Regions from separate parts of the Rattus norvegicus genome. Here region 1 is linked to region 2. Evidence: chromatin contacts called from public Hi-C data. All regions are on one chromosome and are shown on one strand. The core of a region is the stretch at or near the end of the contact, and the rest is flanking DNA. Distances in the headings are between cores, read along the strand shown. Region 1 has its middle 120 kb from the start of Dusp4. Region 2 holds the start of Dusp4 (dual specificity phosphatase 4).

Evidence for each region. A called contact is a pair of places that touch in the nucleus more often than the background predicts.
Region 1: a Hi-C map of liver shows a contact between it and region 2, with 2.5 times the contacts expected there. The contact joins the enhancer-like site here to the promoter of Dusp4 in region 2. A contact is called at or near these places in 5 of 12 Hi-C or Micro-C datasets (kidney, liver, mammary epithelial cells and 1 more).

What each region holds. Positions count from the first base shown.
Region 1 is chr16:64,207,746-64,211,613 of GRCr8, forward strand. No RefSeq gene overlaps it. Among named protein-coding and RNA genes, the nearest start is that of Dusp4, 120 kb to the left of the region's middle. Within about 2 kb of position 1,491, at least 5 of the 93 cell types and tissues checked have an H3K27ac peak or open chromatin away from gene starts, as enhancers often do. A contact at or near this core is called in liver, where this site is marked.
Region 2 is chr16:64,091,747-64,095,546 of GRCr8, forward strand. Dusp4 (dual specificity phosphatase 4) reads right to left here and starts at 1,954. Exons shown (of 4, transcript NM_022199.2): 1 at 1,095-1,954. The coding sequence starts at 1,530.

The sequences.
Region 1 (3,868 bases), core at 241-2,740, 120 kb after region 2:
TGTCTTTCCTGGGTTACCTTGTGCTAATCATTACCGCTTACACAAGGAAGGAAGAAGCTCCTTTTGTTGACACATTTGTGTTTTGAGGTATCAGGATGAGAAATGCAGTATTGCCAAAGCAAGTCGGCCAAGACCACACCTGCCATTCTTCATCCAAAACTCACAGCTCAGAGGATTCACAATTGCCAATTGCAAGGGTTCGGTCTCCACTCTGCAGCAGACAAAGCTTTCACTCCTGTTATCTTTTTGCATTTAGTGACATTAGTTTTCTTTCGTATGAATATTTCATCCATCTCAACTCCTTTGCAAATGATACTGACCCGTAACTCCTGAATGGTTGCAGGGAAGCAGAACTGACCAAATCCTTTCTTCTGTTTTCCCCAGCACCCAACAACCACCACCACCACCCCCTGCCCCCAACAACAACAAAACGAGCGCAGGCGTAGAAAAGGTGGTATGCTTGCGTTTGCTAGCTAGCTAGCAGGTTGGAAACAGCCCAGTGTCCTTTTGTGAGTCCATCCATCTTCCAGAGGTGAGGGCCGTTTTCTCTCTGCAGCAACACACTGTAGGGGAGGGATCACGCCTGCCCCATGCAGCATGGGAGCACACTGGCCCAACATCAGTTTTATGCAACAAACGGGAAGGATTTAGAAATGCGTTCCCTTGGGGTTGGGGATTTAGCTCAGTGGTACAGCACTTGCCTAGCAAGCGCAAGGCCCTGGGTTCGGTCCCCAGCTCCGAAAAAAAAGAATAAAAAAAGAAAAAAAAGAAATGCGTTCCTTGCCATCCATGCTCGCTTATACCAAATAAACCCCCTTTGTTCAAGGGTGTTGAGAAGAGGTAATTAATTTGCTTCCATTTCGTTTTTGTTTGAACTCTTGACTTTTATGACAATCGTTCCTGGTCCCTGAGTGACCAGAGGGGTTGAGCGGGACCACTAATACCACTGAAGGCAGATGACATGGACCAGGACACTCAGCACAACACCCACTCTCGGCTATGAGTCTGTCCCAAACGGACTCTGGAACTAAGTACAGAGTCTGATATTACCTGATCTGGGTCAAAGTTGCTTAAAATAGACCCACAGGCCTGCCCCCACGGCAGCCTGCAGCCCTTTCTGGATCACAGATTTTTAAATGCTCGTGGGACTCTAACCTGTTTCATTGTGCATCTGTGTTTGGATGTGTAAGGACTGGTGTGGGCTTCAGTTTCTCTCCTCAGGAGTAAGTTTATTTTCCCTACTTTGCTCTGATGCAAGTATTTTTAAAAAGCAGCTTCATCAGACGTGAGCCAGCCTGTGTGTTTAATTCTGGGGAAGAACATGAGTGACTAAGCAGAGGCTTGAGCGACTCCTAAGAAGATAAAGCCACCATCTCTTTAGATCCTTTGAAAGTCCCACCTTCCCACTGAAGACTGAACCTTTAACCTACCCGATGCCTGGGACCAGCACACCCAAGTAGGTGACAGGGCAGCTGCCTGAGGGAACCCAGGCTCTGGCACTTGGGTCAGACCTGAGATTTGGCAGGGTAGAACCTGGTTCAGCCAAGGCCATGTGTTTCTTTAGTCTGAATGGAAGCCAAGGAGAAGAATTAAGGAACATAAATTCTGAAAGATTAGACTGGATTAGCACAAGGCCGCTGTTGTTTTTGCCAGAGTTTAAAGGGCACTGCAAAGGCCACTGGGCCTATTTCTCCCTTTCTCTCTGAACACTGTTGCTCTTGTCTTTTCTCTGCTGCCTCGTACACGTGTGTCCCAAGATAGGGAAAGGGAGTGTCTGGGCTTGGAAAAGGATGGACAGCCATTGTGTGCTGGAGAGACGGTCCCCAGAGCTCAGCAAACTCCTTAGCCTGAGAGCCTGTTGTCAAACAACTCCTCTTCCCTAAGTGCTCCCCAGTCTCAAGTGGACAGGCAGTCAGGACATTTCTAGAAAACAGTGAGTGGATTTTTTTTTTTTAGCATCTCTGTTTCCTTTCCTTTCCAGATGCTCACAGACTTAAATGTAGGCTGACTAAATGGACACACACACATCGAGATTCCCAAGCCTGAATGGCCGAAACCTGAAGTTCTCCTGAGTTTCAAACCCTTTGAGTGCCAATATCCTGCCATGGTAGAAATTTCTAGATTTCAACTCATGTCATGGAGATTCGCTGTTGAAACAAAGAGACACTGCAAATGCCATATATAACTACCACCAGGGCCTCTGTGTGTACAGTGCATATAAAGTTTGTGTAAGTTTCCTGACAGAACGCAGGTCCAGGTCCCACTAGAGCTCCTTTTGAATATGCAAGTATTCCCAAATTTGGGAAAACCTGAAATCTAAAACACTTAGAATTCTGGGTAAGTGACGTTTCACCTGTACTGACTTTTCCGATGTTGACCCCTGAATATTACTGAAATGTCTTGCCTTTCTTCTGTGGCTGTCTTCATTTGGTTTCCAGAATCCTGGCTCCCCAGAGCTCTTTCTGCAGGATGGTAAGTCTCTGAGGATGTCCAGTTTGGAAGAGGGGCAGGGAAGTCATAGCTTCCAGAAGAAACTGGAATGGAGCTCCTGTTTCTTTTCTTTCTTTTTTTTAAAAAAAGACATATATTTTAAGTATGTGAGTACACTGTTCAGACACACCAGAAGAGGGCATTGGATCCCATTACAGATGGTTGTGAGCCACCATGTGGTTGCTGGGAATTGAACTCAGGACCTCTGGAAGAGCAGTCAGAGACAACTCTCCTCTAGCCCAGAGCCGGTGTTTCTTAACAACTGCATAAAGACCGTGTTTTAGGATTTACCTTCATAAACAGGAAGTCCGTATAAGGATGGTGAGCGACTTCCCTTCATCCAGAGAATATTCCCCTGACACGTGACACGTGTACAATGCTACTTTTCCCACGGTCTCTCCTCCACTGCCGCCAGCCATCTTTCCCATTGATTGACATCTGTGGAAGTTGCCAGTGCCCCTAAGCAGGTGGATTTGCAGCCGGGCAAGGTTCATTCACCTCAGAAAAAGGAGGTGAACGCAGAAGAGATGACACCACAATGTCAGAGGCGTGAGAGAGTTCTCCAGCAGGGGGGTTGGACCCTCGACACCTTAGGCTGGTATATAGTCCACATAAAGAGGACATCCCTCTTGCCAAGTCAGTAGAAGCCATCGGTTCCGTGGGCTCAGACTATGGACAAATCAGCCTGTGATAGAATCGGTCACAGGCAAAAGTCAGGATTTGTATTTCTGGCCCCAGGAAGCAGGAACCTGTTTGTCTTCCTGTTTATCCTCTCAGCGGGAGAGCAGGAGAGGAAGGAAGTGAGAAGTAGAAAGGAAAATAAATCCCCGTAGTTCTCCTCCACCGAGGAGTCCAGAGCACCTGTCGTGTTGTAAATGGAGGAGTAAGTCCCCTTTGTGAAATTCCTCGGTGAGAGGAATATGAGATTAAAGAACTAATTATACTCCAAAGACTCTGGAGCTTGGAGCCAGGAGGGAGGGCCTCCCAGAAAGCTGGCAAATCGAGGGGGGGGACAGGGAAGGGGGAGGAACACAGGAGGGGGAGGGGTGAGGAAGAGAGAAGAAGGAGGAGAGGAAGTAGAGAGGGAGAGGAGAGGACCCTGCAGGCCAAGCGCTTTTGTTGGAAGTGGGGGGACACTACATATCATAAAGCTTGAGGGACCCTCACTGGTGCTTTTGAATGTCTCCAGACTAGAGCAGTCAGGAGAAAGCGGAAAGGCAAACTCGTGACCGGGGCGGAAGGGCATGATCGCACTGGAGTCCCCGTGTGCTAGAAGTCTCTCACACTCAGGAGGTGCTCACAGCCTGTTTGCGGGGCCTGTGTATTCTGCCTCTGTGAATCTGAGGTAGATTTTCTTCTGGTGTCACCTGGGCTTGCA
Region 2 (3,800 bases), core at 704-3,203:
TCCCTTCCTTAAGGTGGACAAGATACCAAAAGAAAAAGTATAGAAGGAGGAGGCGAAGAGCCTCTGCAGGGAAATGGGCGGCTCTTTGAAAGCGGAGGTCAAACAAATCTCCCGGCTTTGGAAGCGAAGACCCGACCCCCGCGAAAGAATGCGCGGAATGCGGTGGCCGGAGGTGGGGGGGCGCGGCGCAGCAGGGGGCGCGCGACCACCCTCCTCCCACCCCCCACCGCAGTGCTCCCCAGCCGGAGCCCGCACACGGACCTAGCAGGCAGGTGCGGAGAGCGGTCTGTCCCTTCCTCCCGCGTCTGGGATACTGCGCGATCCTTTCGGGGTGCCTGACTTCTAAATTTGACAAGCCACCCTCTCTCCGGCCACCTATTTCCCAGGCCAGGGTTCGCTTTAACCAGGCACGCGCCGCTAGCAGAGCCGAGAATGATGTGTGAACAAAAGGTGGTAAGGTAATTCTCTGCTCCCGGGATTAGCAGGAGCAGACGCGTCTGGTGTCCCCCCAGTACAGCACTCCAGCCTCCCTTAGACCCGGGCGGGGGGGGGGGGCGCCTTCCAAGAAGGCTCTGAGTTGAAGCAGCGGGAGAGGAAAAACAGTTCGCTCCCCAGATCTGCAACCCAATTCTCCTTCCCTCATTTGCCGGTTGTGTAGGAACTCCCGAGACAGATCTCACCTCAGCATTCACCTTCCTTAACCCCTCTCCAGTTCTCCGGGTTATACCGAAACAGGCCTCTCTGAACCCTGTGGGACTTAAGAGCGCGTGCGTGCTCAGTACTTGAGGCTGGGCTGCGCAGAGGAATAGCTGCCAGCATCCAGGCCAGAACCGCTCATGTCAATAAACACAGAAACTCTTCGGACGCGTGCGGACTGCAGGTGACTGGGGAAACGCGCCAGCACGGCCTCCCCAGGACTTAGTACTCAAAACCACAGCAAAACCGTGCACACAGACACGCACAAAGACACGCAAGGAAGGGGACTCCAGCAGCCCGAAATCATTCCGGTACTTTCCTCCCAATGCCCAGCAGGGCTCAGGTCACCAAGTCCCTTACACCTACCCTCCACCTCGCTCCCGGGCGCCCAGGTTTACCTTTAAGCAGGCAGATGTCTGTGCGCTCCGCGTTCCGGCGCAACGCCTGCACGACCAGCGACACTGTGCTGTCCTCCCGGAGACTCTCGGCGCGCGGGCTGCGCTCATCGTAGACGATGACAGCCGAGTAGAGGCCAGAGCGCAGGCGGGCGCGCACCTCTTCCTCGGCGGGCAGAATCTGCTCCAGGCTCACGGAGCCCTTGGCCCTCCGCCGCACGATGGTATTGCAGCGCACGTTCACCGAGCCTCGGATGTAGCCCGCGCTGTGAGCCAGAAACGGCCTGCAGTCCAGCAGCAAGCACTTGCCGCCGCTCAGCAGCCCCAGGGCGCCGTGGCTGCCGCCGCTGCTGCCCGCGCTGCCGCCGTTCTCATCTCGGTTCATCAGCCTTTTGAGCACGCTGCAGTCCATCTCCCGCAGTTCCTCCATCGTCACCATGTCGCCGGCAAAGCACAGCAGCTGGGGAGCCGGAGAAGACCAAGGGCACCCAAGCCAGCTAGGCTACAAGAAGGAACAGGCGAAGGCTAAGAAGGCGCCTGCCGAAGTGACCCGCAAACTTGGCCCCAAGGCTCTTCTCCCAACACCCCTTCCTCCTCCTCCCGCAGCCTCGACGTTACATAGCAGTCCGAGCCTTCTCTGGCGCCAAAGCAGGCGGGCGCACGGCACCCGGAGCAAGTGACCGAGGAGGGGAGTATGTTTACGAGAGAGAGGGCTCCTCTCGGTTTGTTGCCCCTGGTGTGTTTTGCTAGCTAGGCTGCTCCTGCCTTAGGCACCGCCGTTTTCCCCCAACGCTCCGCCGGAGCTGCACGCACTGCCCCAGCCAGAGTTTCCTCCTCTGCTTAGAGATTTATTAATGCTCGCCGGCTCTCCCGGGGGAGGGAAGAGTCATTACTACCTCTCCAGGCCCCGCCCCCCACGCAAGCTCCCCGCCCCGCCCCCACCCCGACTCTTGAATGGAGCGCCGGCCCCCTCGCACCCAGTCACGGGAACTCGACGTCACAAAGAGAGGAGTAAACAGGGCGCTCGGTGCTGTCTGCCAGGCCCATTCATAAAACCGAGACCTAGAGGAAAAAGGAGGCAGCCTCCGACCCGCCGGCAAGCCGGAAGCTCCCGGACTTTGTGAATGGAGCCGCCGTGCGGCTCCCTGTCCTTCCTCAGCCCCGGAGCGCGGCGTTCGGCGTTGTGTTAGTAGCGGGTGGCGACGCGGGCCTAACCGAGGCCTGGGCTCTCAGCGTGGAGGTCTTCACCCCTGCGCTCCCCCCCCGCCCCCCAAGTCTCCGAGGTCTCGCTGGGTGGAACCTGACACTGTATGGCTGCCACCCCGCAGGGCTTGGGACCTCTTCTCGCCGGACTAAAGCTTGCTCTTCGGGTCCGGCCGGTTGTGTCTTGTTTTGTTTTTAATGCGATTCCCCGGACTTAGTTTATACATTTGCGTGATCGATTTCCGTCCGGAGCTATTAGATCGGTTTTATAGCTTCCCGCGGAACCTGGGCAAACCCCGGACTTTGAAAGATGAAAGGGAAGTCCTCGCGCCAAAGCCCAATAACAAAAGAGAGGTGTAGGGGTTTGTTACTTTACAACCCAGAGGGGGGCGTTAATTGGCCGAATGGTGTGCCCGTGCAGGAGAATGGGAAGCACTCCGGCCCAAGCTTCCTAAAACCTGATTATTTAACCATGGGAAGGGGGGGAGGAGGGATATACCCGGAGGTTTTCCGCTTTGGTGGAAGTCCTCGCCTCCCTCTTGCTCACACGCAATGTCCTCTAAGGAAATAATTGTTAAGGTCTACATTTGGTGCGAAGGAAGATGTTGAAAAGTGTCCATGCGAAGAGTGACCTTTTAAAAGGCAAATTTAATAAGCTCAGAGACGATTCGAGTTTCTACATCCCTCTTTCCAGGTCACGTAGCATCTGCACCCCGCTTTTACCTTCCCGGGGACATTTAATTTCCCAAGGGCTTGATTTTGGCAAGAAAGGAGGTTATGCGCGCATGTGGTGGGGACCTTACAGAAGCCAAAAATTATTCGGCCGAGATCTTGCCAAGTCTTGTTAGCAAGAATTAATCACCGAACAAGGGAATTACGGGGTTTGGTAGCGGCCAGGTCGAATATTCCATTTCAGGTTGCGAGTAGAAGCCTGACTGAGGCAGCGAGGGCAGCCAAAGCCTCAGGGTCCTTTCCCCCGGTTAAACCCTCTCTCCACTCAGTTACCTTTGCTTTGTTTTCTGCAGAGCGGCTCTCCAGAGATCACCTCCAACTCCCATTTTCAAGGCTTCCTACAGACTCTCTGCACTCTGAAGTCCCCAACACCCTTTTCTGGGTCCAGTGGGCGTTGCAGGGGGCAATCATCTGTGGAGAATTTTCCTTGTTACCTTGGGTTCCAAAATGGCACTGCGTTTCTTATTTTGTTTATGGGTTTTTTCAGTTAAAGAATGAGCTATTACATGCGTATTAATTTGTTGCTGACATATTAGCGACCCCCTAATGCACCCTGTATTTTGGTGCCCGTGGTGCGGGATCACTCACATCCGGGTTCCGGAAGGAGCCACAACAACAGAGTGACATCGGCTGCCTGGGGCAAGGTCTCGAGCACTGGGCCTTCAGGCTAGGAGAGTGGCAAGGGCGTCCAGCACCAGTGAGGAGGGCAAAGTGGTTTCTCTTGCTTGGTTCGGAGCTTGCTGTGAGGACATCTAGTGCTTCCCTCTGGCTGGC